Linked DNA regions of Mus musculus: all the other regions are linked to region 3. Evidence: chromatin contacts called from public promoter capture Hi-C and targeted proximity ligation data. All regions are on one chromosome and are shown on one strand. The core of a region is the stretch at or near the end of the contact, and the rest is flanking DNA. Distances in the headings are between cores, read along the strand shown.

The links. Promoter capture Hi-C pulls out the DNA fragments that hold promoters and counts their contacts.
Region 1: a targeted proximity ligation map of memory CD8 T cells shows a contact between it and region 3, with 5 read pairs. A contact is called at or near these places in 3 of 130 datasets of targeted methods (double positive thymocytes, memory CD8 T cells and pancreatic cancer cells).
Region 2: a targeted proximity ligation map of pancreatic cancer cells shows a contact between it and region 3. A contact is called at or near these places in 1 of 130 datasets of targeted methods (pancreatic cancer cells) and 1 of 9 other capture datasets (pancreatic islet).
Region 4: a targeted proximity ligation map of bone marrow-derived macrophages shows a contact between it and region 3, with 4 times the contacts expected there. A contact is called at or near these places in 3 of 130 datasets of targeted methods (bone marrow-derived macrophages, double positive thymocytes and pancreatic cancer cells).
Region 5: a contact with region 3 is called in a promoter capture Hi-C map of liver, with 2.3 times the contacts expected there. A contact is called at or near these places in 2 of 39 promoter capture datasets (both in liver).

What each region holds. Positions count from the first base shown.
Region 1 is chr19:4,304,839-4,307,538 of GRCm38.p6, reverse strand. It overlaps Grk2 (G protein-coupled receptor kinase 2), which reads left to right and starts at 1,317. Exons shown (of 21, transcript NM_001290818.1): 1 at 1,317-1,637. The coding sequence starts at 1,525.
Region 2 is chr19:6,013,913-6,016,612 of GRCm38.p6, reverse strand. Capn1 (calpain 1) reads left to right here and starts at 1,366. Exons shown (of 22, transcript NM_007600.3): 1 at 1,366-1,507; 2 at 2,145-2,412; 3 at 2,548-2,617. The coding sequence starts at 2,146. It overlaps Gm10814 (predicted gene 10814), which reads right to left. Exons shown (of 5, transcript NR_045783.1): 2 at 2,257-2,384; 3 at 801-1,744; 4 at 130-296.
Region 3 is chr19:5,022,610-5,025,309 of GRCm38.p6, reverse strand. It overlaps Slc29a2 (solute carrier family 29 (nucleoside transporters), member 2), which reads right to left and starts at 1,304. Exons shown (of 12, transcript NM_007854.3): 1 at 1,033-1,304; 2 at 718-799. The coding sequence starts at 1,061.
Region 4 is chr19:4,281,699-4,284,398 of GRCm38.p6, reverse strand. Ankrd13d (ankyrin repeat domain 13 family, member D) reads left to right here and starts at 1,262. Exons shown (of 15, transcript NM_026720.2): 1 at 1,262-1,518; 2 at 2,095-2,230; 3 at 2,357-2,481. The coding sequence starts at 1,429.
Region 5 is chr19:5,923,385-5,926,084 of GRCm38.p6, reverse strand. Cdc42ep2 (CDC42 effector protein (Rho GTPase binding) 2) reads left to right here and starts at 1,269. Exons shown (of 2, transcript NM_026772.2): 1 at 1,269-1,321.

The sequences.
Region 1 (2,700 bases), core at 68-2,567, 720 kb after region 3:
CAGAGCCTGTATCAGAGGGCAGTTTTAGGAACCCTGAGAAATGGACAGGTCAGAGGACTCTCAGGAGGCTGTAGTGGTGACCTAGGAAAGGAGAAGTAGAGGCAGGATCTGTCTAGAGATGTCGTCCGCTGACAACCTTTCTCCCCTAATAGGATTTGTTTTCTTCTGAAGGAGTCAAGAAGTCAGGGGAGTCGGGATACTTGCTTTGCTGGACACGAACTGGCAGGAGAATCAGGTTCTAAGTGTCCATGCCTGGGGTGGGAGTGTCCTGGCAGCCTGGAAAGCAAAGAGGTGCTCTAGAGAGGTGTGCAGTTTAAATTGCTTTCACTCATTTGCTTAAGACGGGGTCTCACTCTATAGCCCTGGTTGGCTTTGACTTTACAGAAAGACACCTGCTTTTGCCTCTCGTGTGCTAGCCAGGTAAAGTAGACAGGAGTTGGCCAAGGAAGAAGGCACAGAAGGGCTCAGTGGGTAAAATGTTTGCCACCAAGCCTGAGGACCTTGAGTTCCATCCCTAGAGACCCATGTGGTAAAAAGAGAGAACTGATGGTCAAATTGTCTGTCCTCTAACCTCCACATGTGCATACACAATCAATCAACTGATCAGTCAATCGATCGATCAATTAATGAGTTCGGCGTTCATCAGAGTGTGGTTTAATGGACTATGCCTTTAATCCATTTCAGCACTTGGGAGGCAGAGGAAAGCAGATCGCTGTGAATTAGTGGTCTGCCTGGTCTACATAGTGAGTTACAGACTAGCCAAGGCTACACGGGGATACCCTCTCTAAAACAAGAACAACAACAAACGTTCATGTCAGGAGTGCGGCCCAAGCTCTGAGTCTGGGGTCCTGTTGGGAGTTTGAAGTCAGGATTGTCATCTGGTCAGGTCAGGAGTCAGGGGTGGTAATGATGGTGTGACTCTGAGAGAATGTTCAGAAATTTGAGTATAGGAGTCTTGGTCGGTGTCAGGATTCTTGTTAGGACCCACGGTCTTGGCCCTAGTGGAGCGTGCAGTCTAGCATGCTGAGATGGGATCCGCGTTTGTGGTCATGGCTTGGGGTCTGAGGTCATCCTAGAGTCCTTGGTGGAAGACTCAGGTAACAAACCAGGACTGAGACCCGTGTCTCGGACCCGAGCGGTGCAGCCTCTAGGGGGCGCTGTCGCCTGCCCGCCCGCCCGCCGCCCGCCCGGCTCGGCCCCTCGGCGGCTCGCTGGCGCTGTGCGCGGCAGGCGGGGCCGGAGGCGGCGGCGGCAGCTCCGGGGCGCGGGCGAGCGGGTGGTGGTGGTGGTGGCGGCGGCGGCGGCGCCCCGACTGCAGTCCCGGCGGGAGCGGAGCGCGAGCCGGGCCGGGCCCGAGCCGGCGCCATGGGGCGGCGCCGCCTGTGAGCCGGCGACGAGCGAGGACCGGGCGGGGCGGCGGCGGCGCCGAGGCCCACAAGCCGCGCGGGCCGGGCCGGGCCGAGCGAGCGGGAGCGGAGCGGAGCCTCGGGCGGCGGGAGGAACAGCGCCGCCGCCGCCGCCAAGATGGCCGACCTGGAGGCGGTGCTGGCCGATGTGAGCTACCTGATGGCCATGGAGAAGAGCAAGGCCACGCCGGCCGCGCGCGCCAGCAAGAAGATCCTGCTGCCAGAGCCCAGGTGAGCCCGCCTGTGCCGGGCCCCACGCGCCGCCCCGGGATCCCGTGCCCTAGGGACCCCCTCCGCCCCAGGTTCCGGGGACCTTCTGCCCCAGGACCCGGGAACCCCTTCTACTCCGGGGACCTTCTGCCCCGGAGACCCCATTATTCTGGCCGCCCCAGGACCCGGAGACTTCCTCTGTCCCTGCCGCCGCAAGGCTTGGTGTCCGCAAGCCCTGGGCGCCCCAAGTCCAAGCTCCTAGCCCTGGGCCGCCCTGCCGCTTCCTGTATCTCACTGCCCGGCCTGGTCGCTGTCAGCCCCTGACTCTGCTGCAGCCTTCTTTCCACCCTGATGCTTGGCTCTGCCCTCTACCCTCTCGTGTTCCCTTGTGGTTCCCTTCCTCAAGTCTGCCTCTGTTTACCCGATTGTATCACACAGTCTGTTGCTCCCGTTGGTATTCCACTACCCTATCCACTCCCCGTGGAGTGGGTAACACTCTTGTGAGGTTTGTGGAGTGAAGAGGACCAATTTGAAGACTTTTATTTATTTATTTATTTATTTATTTATTTTGCCTTCCCCTATGGTGGGGTCACTATGGGATTGGGTTTGAGAGTGCTTTCTGGGGACAGTGCAGTGTACCATTCCTGAGGGCTGCGCTCCGGTGGGTGAGGGAAGTCCCTACTTTACCCTTTTCCCCACTTGTGGTTCCTTATGGGTACTTTTGACCAGGGGACCTCCCATCCTACAGCAGATGGACCATGCTGCCACCTCTCTACAAGACAACTGATGTCATCGCACCTGGTATCAAAGTTTAAACTGTCCAGGATGTGGGTGCAGAACAGGGCAGGATGTGAGAGGTGTAGCTGGGGCTTGTCCAGTATATTATGGTAAATAGACTTATCTTCCTATTTGAGCTGCACAGGAGACCAGAGAGCGAGTGAGACAGGTGTAGTTTTGTTCCCATAGAACAAGGTGTGTGTGTGTGAGAGGGGAAACAACTCAGACTGGAATGGCTTGTGCAGTGTCACCTGGCCTCCACATCAGGGCTCTCAGCTTCGAGTTTTATGTTTTGTCCTGACCTGAA
Region 2 (2,700 bases), core at 117-2,616, 990 kb before region 3:
AGTAAGCAACACCCGCTACACCTCATGTCCTCTACCTGCCTAGGCTTTCTTCAGGCACCACCCTACCTCTCCCCCGCCCCCGGCCACGCGCATCTCCCCACCCTTGCCAAAGTTCCTGCCTTTACTGACACCTGCATTAGATGAGGCTTCAGTCGGGGAAAGTGTGTGGACCAACCCTTCCTCTCCATTAACCATGAAGGCAGAGGCGTCTTCATCAGCTCATGCCCAGCTGAGCATAACGCCCAGGTGCGAAAGTTAGACGCAGTCAGCTCTTAACTTTTGGAGTGTCGAGGTGCCTAGAATCCCAAGAAAAGCACCATCTATTCAATGAATGCTTGTCCATCTTATGTAGCTTGATCGGCCATGCTGTGACCTCTATAACTGTGAAGAGCCTTGGGACCGCTCCAATCCCTCTGCATCCTTGATGCTCCAAACTCTTGTAGTGCGCCCAGGGGGATCTGCAGGTCCTGTGTGAGCCTGCCCTGGTGTTCCGGGCCTCTGCTGCCCTCTCCCGGGTCAGGTAACCCCCACAAGGGAGCTGATCCCAGGTGCGCAGACCAATTACTTGAAAGAGAAGGCCAGAATGCTACACAAAGATTGGCTAAGGCCATTGTCCCTCTTTTTTTTCTGCACGGTTGGGGAAATCGAGGCACGGATTTACCTAAGGCCATGCAGGGTGTGCGCAAAGACCGCTAGGGCGGAGTGCTAGCTCTGCAGGCCTGCGCCCTAAGGTGAGGGGGTGGGGAGCTGGCTCAGCCCTACAGCGGGTCTGCGGCAGGGACCGGCCGGGGTGGGGCTACCGTTTGTCTAGCGTCCGGCAGAAGTCAGCTCTCATCCAGCCAGGGGCAGCTCCAGCAAGCAGTTGCAGCCACCAGAGGTAATCCCTGCTTCGCCGAGCGCCGGCTGGGCTGGAAGACAGCTGCAACCCAGAGGCACGCGGGGGCGCAGGAGGCGGGTGGAGGACTGTGTTGGCGGCGTCACTGAGCCGGATCGTCCCCAGTACCTTCCCGGAGGGCGACATAGGGTGGGGCCGGCGGCTCTGCAACTCGAGCTGCGGCCCTAGTTAAAAATACCCCTTGCCCTACCCTCTCTCTGGCCGGCGGTGCCCTTCTGTCCCAGTCCAACCCTTCTCACCCGGACCGGCGACCGGCTCCTCCCGGGAGACAACTCTGCCATTTACCAATTTGTCCTCTCGCAGAGCTGGCTTAGAGTCTGCAGAGGAAGGGGGCGGGGGGAGGGGACTGAAAGACACCCTAAGTAAGAGATAGTAAAAAAGTGTTGCGGGGGAGATAAGGGAGAGCCTAGAGGGAGCGGGGTAAGAGCCTCGGGCGTAGGTGGAGGACCAGGGAGGGAGGGACCAGGGCCGAGGGGCGGTGGAGGAGGGCGGGGAGGAGGGCAGGGAGGAGGGCAGGGAGGAGCGCTCTTCCTGGTTGGGCCCTGCCCTGAGCTGCCACCAAGGAAGCCAGCCCCAGGGACCGCAGCAATCTCCCAAACTCCCCTTCCCCAGGTAAGAAGTTGGGTGTCCAGACTACGACTGTTTGACCCAGGCCACTGCTTCTGGGGTTAGGGGGCTGTCGCTGATCAGCCCCTGCTTCAGGTCTTCTGTGTGTTTGCCTGAGGGTTAAGGGTCCGGAAGCAGCTCAACCCAGGCGCTCAGCTCAACCTGTCCGCTGTAGCTGGGCCAGTGTCCAGTGCTCTGATGTTCAGCTTGTGGAAAGGCATCAGTGCGTGGAGTTTTCAGTTCCTAAGCCGAGGAAAGGGGCAAATGAACTAGATGCTTGGCAGCTTTGTGGAGGGGAAGTTACAGGCAGGCAAATGGTGTCAGGGATCGTACCTGGAGTACCTCTGCTCTGCTGCTGTGGCTGGCCTCCACCCTATCCTACCTGCCTGGATGGCTGATACCAAACTGTCACCTCTGGGCGGTAAGAATAGGGAAAAGAGAGGTGGTGACCAGGATACCTAGAAACTGGACACCCCTTTCCAGATTCTGAGAGCCTAACAACAAGGTGGCTGAGAGTCCCAGGCACTGTAAAGGGAGCAGTGACCCATGTTTGGGGAGGAATGAGTCCAGGAGAATGTCGGCAGGCAGTTGTGTTTTATCCCTGGGAAGGCCTGCATCTCTACCAGGCCCATGTGTTCCCCAGGATGACAGAGGAGTTAATCACCCCTGTGTACTGCACCGGGGTGTCAGCCCAAGTACAGAAGAAGCGGGACAAGGAGCTGGGCTTGGGCCGCCATGAAAACGCCATCAAGTACCTGGGCCAGGATTATGAAACGCTTCGGGCAAGATGCCTGCAGAGTGGGGTCCTCTTCCAAGACGAGGCCTTCCCTCCGGTTTCTCATAGCCTGGGCTTCAAGGAACTGGGTCCTCATTCCTCTAAAACCTATGGCATCAAATGGAAGCGGCCTACGGTAAGAGGGCCACTCTGGGTGGAACTTGGTTCTGATGGTGGTGGGCAATGGGACTGGGCCCCCCCATTATTCGTGGTGTCTGGGTACCAGTTTCTAGGAGGGACTGGCCCAGGAACATGACCGTGGGTCTTGTAGGAACTGATGTCAAACCCCCAGTTCATCGTGGATGGAGCCACCCGGACAGACATCTGCCAGGGAGCACTGGGTAGGCCCCCAGGGGTGGGGTTCTGGGCGTTTGCCCCATTGTAGTTCTCCGTTCCCGTTCCATTGGGCACTGCCCCAACTCCT
Region 3 (2,700 bases), core at 55-2,554:
CTTTGGGTATCAGGGTCCAGCACCGATGCCAGCACTCCACAGACACCTGGGAAGTTAACCCACTGAATATGTTTGAATAACCCTATTCTAAAGAAAACACAAAAGTTAGGCAGTGGTGATGCACGCCTTTAATCCCAGCACTCAGAAGGCAGAGGCAGGCAGATCTCTGAGTTCGAGGCCAGCCTGGTCTACAGAGTGAGTTCTAGGACAGCCAGGGCTACACAGAGAAACCCTGTCTCGAAAAAAACGAAAACAACAACAACAATAAAACAAAAAGGAGAAAACAAGCTATAGATTTCTGCCTTTCTATAAAAGAATGCATGCTTTGGGGAATCGGGCCTTCCTCCACATCTGTCTACAGTAGTTGCTCATTAATTATTAGTTGAATGACTGTAACTCATGTCATTGCAAAGAAAGCCAAAGGCTTGGAAAAAAGACACTTTGGAGTGACTGGCCAAAAATAACGACAAAGGGCATGGGATGGAAACTCCTTTGCTGGTCAGACTCCCTACGTGGATGGCCCTGCACCTCTGAGATCTGTACCTTCCTAAAAGTTTGCCTAGCCAGGGGAGAGGCGGTTCCCTCTATGAGGCTTGGTGCTGTCCCTGACAGGCTGAGCTGTAGTAAGTGGCCTGGTGAGGAAAGTGGCTCAGTTCAAGACGGCTGGAGGGATGTTGGTTTGTGGCCATGAGGTTGCCCAGCGGCCGCGGGTCTCACCGGGATGGCGGTAATGAAGAAGTTCCAGGGGAGAAGGGTGCCCAGTCCCAGAATGAAGAAGCTGATCCCAACCAGGTGGTAGCTGTGGGGATCAATCAGAAGGTCACCCCGAGGACGTACGCCTGGGCCGCCCTAGCCGCCCCTCAGTAGAACGGACTACAATCCCCATCACCCTGGCTCAAGCAGCTAAGGGAATCGGCTGATGGGAATTGTAGTCCCGTTCGTCTTTGAGCCCAGGAGCATCAAGACGAGCGGGAATTCAAAGGCTCGTGGCCACCTGGGCCACGGTACGCAGCACATGGGTTCCCACCTCACCTGTCCCGAGGGGCGTTTCCCCGCGCCATGGTTGCCGCAGTCCTATTGCACCAGGCCCACAGAAGGCGGCTGCACCTGCGCCTACGCAGGGCTGGGAGGCCGAAGGAGAGCGACGCTGGTCGGTGTCCAGGAATCCCAAGGTCGGAGCGCCGTAGCGGAGGGTCGGGGTTGGGTTACACTGCGGACCACGTTTTGCAGGCTCGGACCTCGGCTCCGCCTCCAGGGCGGGAACAAAGAGCCATTGCTCCCCTCCCCCGGACGCCCGCTCTCCAGACTCCGCCTCGCTGGTGGCTGTGCCTTTAGGGTATTAGGTTCCGCCTTCTAGCTTGCTTCCGCGCCTGAAGCTGTGTCTCACCGCCGTCCCTTCGCCTCGCACCCGTCTTCTCCTTAGGCACGGGTCCGGAATCTCTGGGGAAGGGATAAGGACTGCGCAGGAGGGAAGGGGTCCGGTGGTTGTTGGGCACAGTCGATCTAGCTGGGAGGTTCTTCCTCTTGGCGTGTTCTAAGGTTTGGAGCCCTCTAAGCTCTAAGCAGATTAGGAAGTAAGTCCGACCAGAAGGAAGAAGCCAGTGTCATCAATTGTCGCAGAAGGTCCCAGCGCGGTGCTCCGAGGGAGTTCCCCCAGAGGTCGAGGCACTTTTGCAAACGAAAATCCCCAACATATGTGGAAGACGGACAGATAGGCCCTCCTACGGTACCTGGGTCCAACAAGGAGGATTGAACAAAGGCTCTGGAGGGAATCGTGGCCCAGGTGACGTTCGGCCCCCTCCCCTGTAGTCGCCACTGCCACCCTCAGGAGTGCTTAAAAACCTAATTTTCACTAGGCGTGGTGGCGCACGCCTTTAATCCCAGCATTTGGGAGGCAGAGGCAGGCGGATTTCTGAGTCCGAGGCCAGTCTGGTCCACAGAGTGAGTTCCAGGATATATTCAGGACTATACAGAGAAACCCTGTCTCAAAAAAACGAAAAAAAAAAAAAAAAAAAGAAAAAGAAATATATTTATGTGGACTGGTGAGAGCGTTTGCTGCCAAGCCTGATGCCCCGAGGCCACGCCCAGGACCCATATGTTAGAAAAACTGAAGCGACTCCAGCAAATTGTTCCCTAACCTCCACACAAGCACAGTGGCACACGTGCTTCTAAGTAATAAATACAAATAAATATGAATATATAAAAGTATATATATACAAGGTTATATAAATGTGTGTCTTCTAAAGAATATAGTTTTTTAGAATGTTTTTCCTATGTATCAGCCAGACCATGCTGTTACTATCCCTGTTCTGTCCTGTTCCCGGAATCTAGCCACCAGGCTTGGCTCATCGAAGGTGGTTCCTTAGATCATGGTGGACTGCAGATGACTGTGTGGTACTGGGAACTGAACTCAGAGCCCTGTGCATGCGAGGCAAACACTCTTACCCCTGGGCTGCATCTAACCCTAGCTGGTGACGTTAGGGAAAAGACAGCAATGGATTACACTGGGAAAGACAGTTACTCTTTAAGTTTTCTTTCCAGACTTCCATTATGCCAAGAGGGACAGTCTTGAGTTCAGTTCTAACAGGTTTTCAAGGCCTCTTCATCCCCTCTGCCTTGAGCATCTCTCGACAGTTTTACCTACACACAGTTAGTCACTTGCATTTTTCGAATGCTTATTCTAATAACTATTACTGACCT
Region 4 (2,700 bases), core at 13-2,512, 740 kb after region 3:
TAGATGACCTGACCACAGCACACACGGTGGGTAGCCTAGATCCCGGACTGCTATAAACCACCCGATCGCAGGGAGAAAGGTGGCAATCAGGCTGAAGAGATGAGGACATCCTTGGGCAGGAAGGGAACCTCAGTTAGATGGCCTTTCTCCATCACACTAAGTTTAACAGATAGGGAGGTGGAGCCATCCGATGAAGGTGTTTGCTGCCAAACCTGACAACCTGAGTTAAAGGATGGGAGAGAACCAACTCTCAAAAGTTGGTTTTTCACCTCCACACTCATGAGCACCCCCACACAAAAATGAATGTAAGATTTAAAAATAGAGAAACAGACCAGAGTCAGTTTTGGAAAGTCTGGTTTACCCCCTCGCCACCCAGCAAGACCAGGATCAGAGAACCCATGGTAGGACTGAAGATAACCAAGGGTCCCAACTAAGCTGGCTGGCTGCTTGAACCCTAGATCCTGTGTGAGTGGAAGTGCCAGCCTTGTTTCGAAATTCTCCTTCCTTCCCTGTTGGCAGTAAAATGCAGCCTCTGCAAAATGGACTCCTGTGGTGGTAGCGTGCACCCTGGCCGATCACCCAGCCAGGAAGCTGAGCTTATGTCCCCCAACCCCAACAATATTCCTGTTCCTGATTCCTTGCTGTCTTCCAGGCATCAAGGCCAGACAGATCCTCGGGAAAGAAAGCTTTGACTGGTCAGCATTAGGGGTTGCTGCGGGGTGCCCATCTCCAGAAGCTAAGCGCCTGTGCTGGCAGGGATGAGGTCAAGATTTCCCATCCCACCCGCCTATAAAAGACAAGTCGGTGCTGATGGAACTCAGGAGTGGGCTAGACAGAAGGACACATTGTCAGCGGGGGTGGGGGGGGGTGGGGGCGGGGGGGGCTGCAAGAACAACAGACCCTGGCCCAATCCCAGTGCCACCGAGCCTACCCCACTCCCCTTCCGTTCCCTCCTCCCTCACCTTTCTGACCACTAAGAGATTTGCCCAGGGCCTGGGGCGCCCCCTGCGGGCACGGGTGGAGCTGCAGCTATGCCCCGCCCTCCGGAACAACCCCACCGACCATGGCGCTTCAAAATGAAGTTCCGGCTGTTCCTGGGGCGCATGTGGTTGCCCTGGAGACTGGACAGCACCCCACACACACTCCGCCCGCCCCCAGCGCGCAGGCCTGCAGTGGTTGCCGTAGCTACGGGAGGCGAGGGTGTGCGAAGCCCGACGCCACGCCCTAACTCCATGTAGCCCCGCCCCCAGATCCCCGCCCCGCCCTCCCTGCCGCCTTCGCTCTTGCTGCGGCGGCTTCTAGCAGGGGTCCGCGGGGCTGCAGCGGGTGCGGCTGAGGTGCGGCTCAGAGCGGAGGAGCAGGGGACGTGCCAGGCGCAGGCCAAGAAGGGCTGGGCCTTTCGCTCGGGATGCGGTGCTGAAGCCCAGCATGGCCGGCCTGGGCCCCACCTTCCCGCTGCACCGGCTAGTCTGGGCGAACCGGCACCGCGAACTGGAGGCCGCACTGCACAGCCGCAAGGTGAGGCCCTGAAGGGGATCCGATTCGGTTGGTTTCCTCCCCAAGCCCCGGTGCCAAAGTACGGAATCTACTCCGCAGCTCACCGCCCCTGCTGTGCTCCGCAGCTGCATCCTGACTCCTTAGGTCCAGCTCTTTCCAAATCCCTGGTCACCTGCCCTCGAGCTTGAGCATTTGTTTAGCGCATCTCCCTTGGTTGGGCCTTGCTCTGCTATCTGCCCCCTTCGTATTGCGTTAAGCTCAGGATTCACCCTCATCACCTCTGAGCTAGAATGAGGACAAGAACCGTGTTCTAGCCCTCAAGCTGGTCTAAACTCTCAGCATCCCTAGCCTGAATCTGTCTTGCTAGACTCCACCACCAGGCCCTCAACTCTGGATAGCAGAGGGCAGAAGAAATGAGCAGTTCCTTCCCACTGGCCCTTACTGTCCCCTTTACCCCGACACTTTCCAGTCCACATAGGCCACACTCTTATCTTCTCACTGACCTGGTTACCCATAGTAACTCCAGCCCTTTTCAATCCAGTGACCTCCTTGCTTTGGCCCTCTCTTGCCTTGTATTGAGTGACCCATCTCCCTTAGCACGACATTGAGCAGGAGGACCCCCAAGGGCGAACCCCCCTGGAGCTTGCTGTGACCTTGGGGAACTTGGAGTCTGTGAGAGTCCTCCTCCGACATAATGCCAACGTGGGCAAAGAGAGCCACCAGGGCTGGGCAGGTACTGTGCAGGGCAGAGGGTCCTCCCTTGAGACTAGCTTCCAGGTTGGTGAATGGGGGGCAGGGGGAGTAAGTAACCGTGCCTGGGGGCGCTAAGAGGGCTACCCCAGCAGTTGCTCATCTCCAGTCCTGCAGGAGGCAGTCAGCACTGGAGACCCTGAGATGGTACAGTTGGTACTCCAGTATCGGGACTTCCAGAGGGCCACACAGAGGTTGGCTGGCATTCCAGAACTGCTCAACAAACTCCGTCAGGTATTACCATAGAGTAAAGAAGTGGGGTATAACAGGCGCTCCGTCTTCCTGTGATAAGCCTGGCCTTGGAGGAGTATCTAGGTTGTGCGAGACGCTTTCCCACCATCTGTGTCTCAACCTCTGCCAAGGGTCATGTAAGAAATATGGGATCCCAGGCCCATGCAGATGAGACTGGGTCTTTTGCAAGGAAGACATTCACCAGCACTAAGGGTCCCTGAT
Region 5 (2,700 bases), core at 20-2,519, 900 kb before region 3:
CTCTTTGGGAGGGCAAGGAAGGCGAGCTGCTTGAACCCAGGAGTTCAATCAATTATAATTTCTGGTAATTCCCTTTTCCCACATAACAAAATGGTCCCAGACGTTAAAACGTGGAGCTCTTGATCTAGTGGTGCATGCGTGTGAGTGTAAGATTATGTGAATGTGTGTGTGTGTGTGTGTGTGTGTGTGTGTATGTATGTGTGTGTGAGTGTGTGTATGTGTGTGACTTGGGATTAAACAGAAGGACTGACATACAGGGAATCTCACCGAGCTCCTCCGAGCTGTCCTCCTGGCCCAGAATATGGTCATCTTTAGGGAAGCATGACCCAGTCCTTCCCATTCTCCCCTCCCTTTTGGCTTGCCTGACATACTCCCCAGCCCCAGCATCCCTCCCTCCTATCCACACACCGCTTTCCACATCTGCTATCTGGAAGGCAAGCATCCCGATTTCCTCCTCCTATCACTGTCCTCTTCTTTGCCTCACTCCTCTTAGCACTCATCCACCCGGAAGGGGATCAGCCTGTGCCTGGAACCTCGAATTTCTTGAATCCTGACTCCTCAGCTTCCCTAACCACGAACAGACACTCAGAGAATTTACTCACAAAACGGCGCAATGAGAAGTTTCCCTCGGTTTGTCTCATCAGCTTTAGGACCTGTCCTTCAATAACTGTTTCTGATCCTGTTCTAAACCATCCACCTCAGAAACCACTTAGCAGGTCAGCAAACTCGTGCAAGTTCAGGCTGTGTCTGTCTCTGTTTTTCTCTGTGCTTTCCGACCCTGAATCTTTCTCGCATCCTTCATCACTCTCCTAGCCTAGGGTAAACTCTTCAAAACTCCCCTAGGTTTGTAAAACGCCTGCAAAGCCCAATTCATTCTTGAAGAGTCAGTGCGGGCGCCTCCCGGGTCCTCGTCCTTCCGTCAAGGAAACCCATCCAAGGATGGTCAGAGATTTCTCAAGAATTCTTTCTTCCGGCCTTTGTTGGCCCAGTGCTTCTAGCCTAAAGTTTTTATTCCAACACGAACAGCTGGCGTCCTCGTGTGTATCCACCCTTGTTACCCTTCGGTGATAGCCCTCAGCCGCCCGGAGGCTAAGCCTCTAGAATCTTGGAATCCAGCTCTTAGCCTTTACAGAAAGAAGAACCTGGGCGGTGCCGCGGTGGGCGGGGATGTGTGGGTGGGGGTTCGAGAGGAGCGGTCCGGGATTGGCTTCTGGCTCTGGGGGCGTGGCTTAGGCCCAAGGTCTGCACTGTAAGTTCCCAGGCCCTCCCTGGTCCTCTATCCTAGCCGCACAGCTCTGCAGCTTTGCCCGCGCTCCTCAAGGTGAGTTGGGACTGGGGTTTTACAGGCCTCCCGCAGCTCCCTGGAGAGTGCTAGCCAGGCGGTGTTCTGTTTTGGCTCAGATCAGGTCCATTATCTGGGGTCTGGATCCCCGCCCCCTACCCATGACCTCCCGCAGCGCTCAAGGCGCTGTGCTGTCAGTCTTGCAGCTCCGGGTTGTACTTCTATGCTGGCCAGAGACCTGGGACTAGGGAACATCCTCTCTTCGGCCCGTGTCCCTGCCTGGGCTGGAGGCCGTATTTTTAGCGGATGGTGAGGTGTCCTCCTATCTTTAGCTTTAGTGTTACTGAAATGGATCTGGGCCGCGCTGGGTAGCGCTTGACTGGGGATCTGGAGGGGTCGGCACAGGAACACAAGCCAGGGCTGAGCAGCCGGACTCCGGGGAGGGCGGGGGCCTGCACGTCCGAAGTCTGGCTGTGAGCCAAGCAGACATTGAGACTTCGCCCAGGCCAAGAAGCTCAGGCAAGGCAAGGCCCCTCCCAGATATCGGAGTCCCAGACAAGGTCCCCGATAATTGCAATTCTACCCTCACGGTGGTCCGATTGTGCAACCCAGAGAAAAAGGGCCTATGGGCGATCCACCTCGGGCACTGGAGCACGCAGTTCCTCGGTGGGCGTCTCCCTGGAGCGGGTATGCTCGGTGGGACCCTAGAACCCCGGGTTATAGCAGGGACGCGCGCGCCACCTAGCGACATTGTACTACAGAGAGATCGCTGCAGAAGCACCAGATTCTGAGCCAGCCCTGCCAGGGCTGGCAGGAGGGGACCTAGAAGGGTTTGGTTTTTGTTCTTGATGCAACCTCTACCTGGAAGAGCCGAAGTGCTTGAGAAAAGCCCTGAAGATATGTGCTGAATGTCCTTTGACGGTTACTGTGGATCCGTCTATTGTGCAGAGGCCTCTTGTTTCAAGTATAGCAGTGGGTCAGCTTATTTTAAAGACAGGGAAGGTGAGTTCAGTCCCAGAGAGAAAAGGTTCATTGCTCAAGGTCACAGAGGCCCAGGTGGAACTAGATTTCAAACCCTTCCCCTTGGGCTGCTGGCAAGACGGCTCAGCGGAAGTCTTTTGCTGAGCAAGCTTGGAGGTGAGCTCCTTTCCCGAAACACTCAGAGATGGACTCCACAAAGTATTCTGACTTCCACACACATTCCGCACACTACGTACACACTCGCGAACGCACTCACACACACACACACTCACATTAAAATACACTCAACAGTAACAATAAATAAAACTTTCTAGTTTTTTCTTTTTTTATTTTTAGAGGCAGTTTTTTTGTTTTTTGTTTTTTTAGTTTTTAGAAGTAAACAGATCTCTAAGTTCAGTTGGCCTGGTCTACGGAGTGAGTTCCAGGACCACCATAAA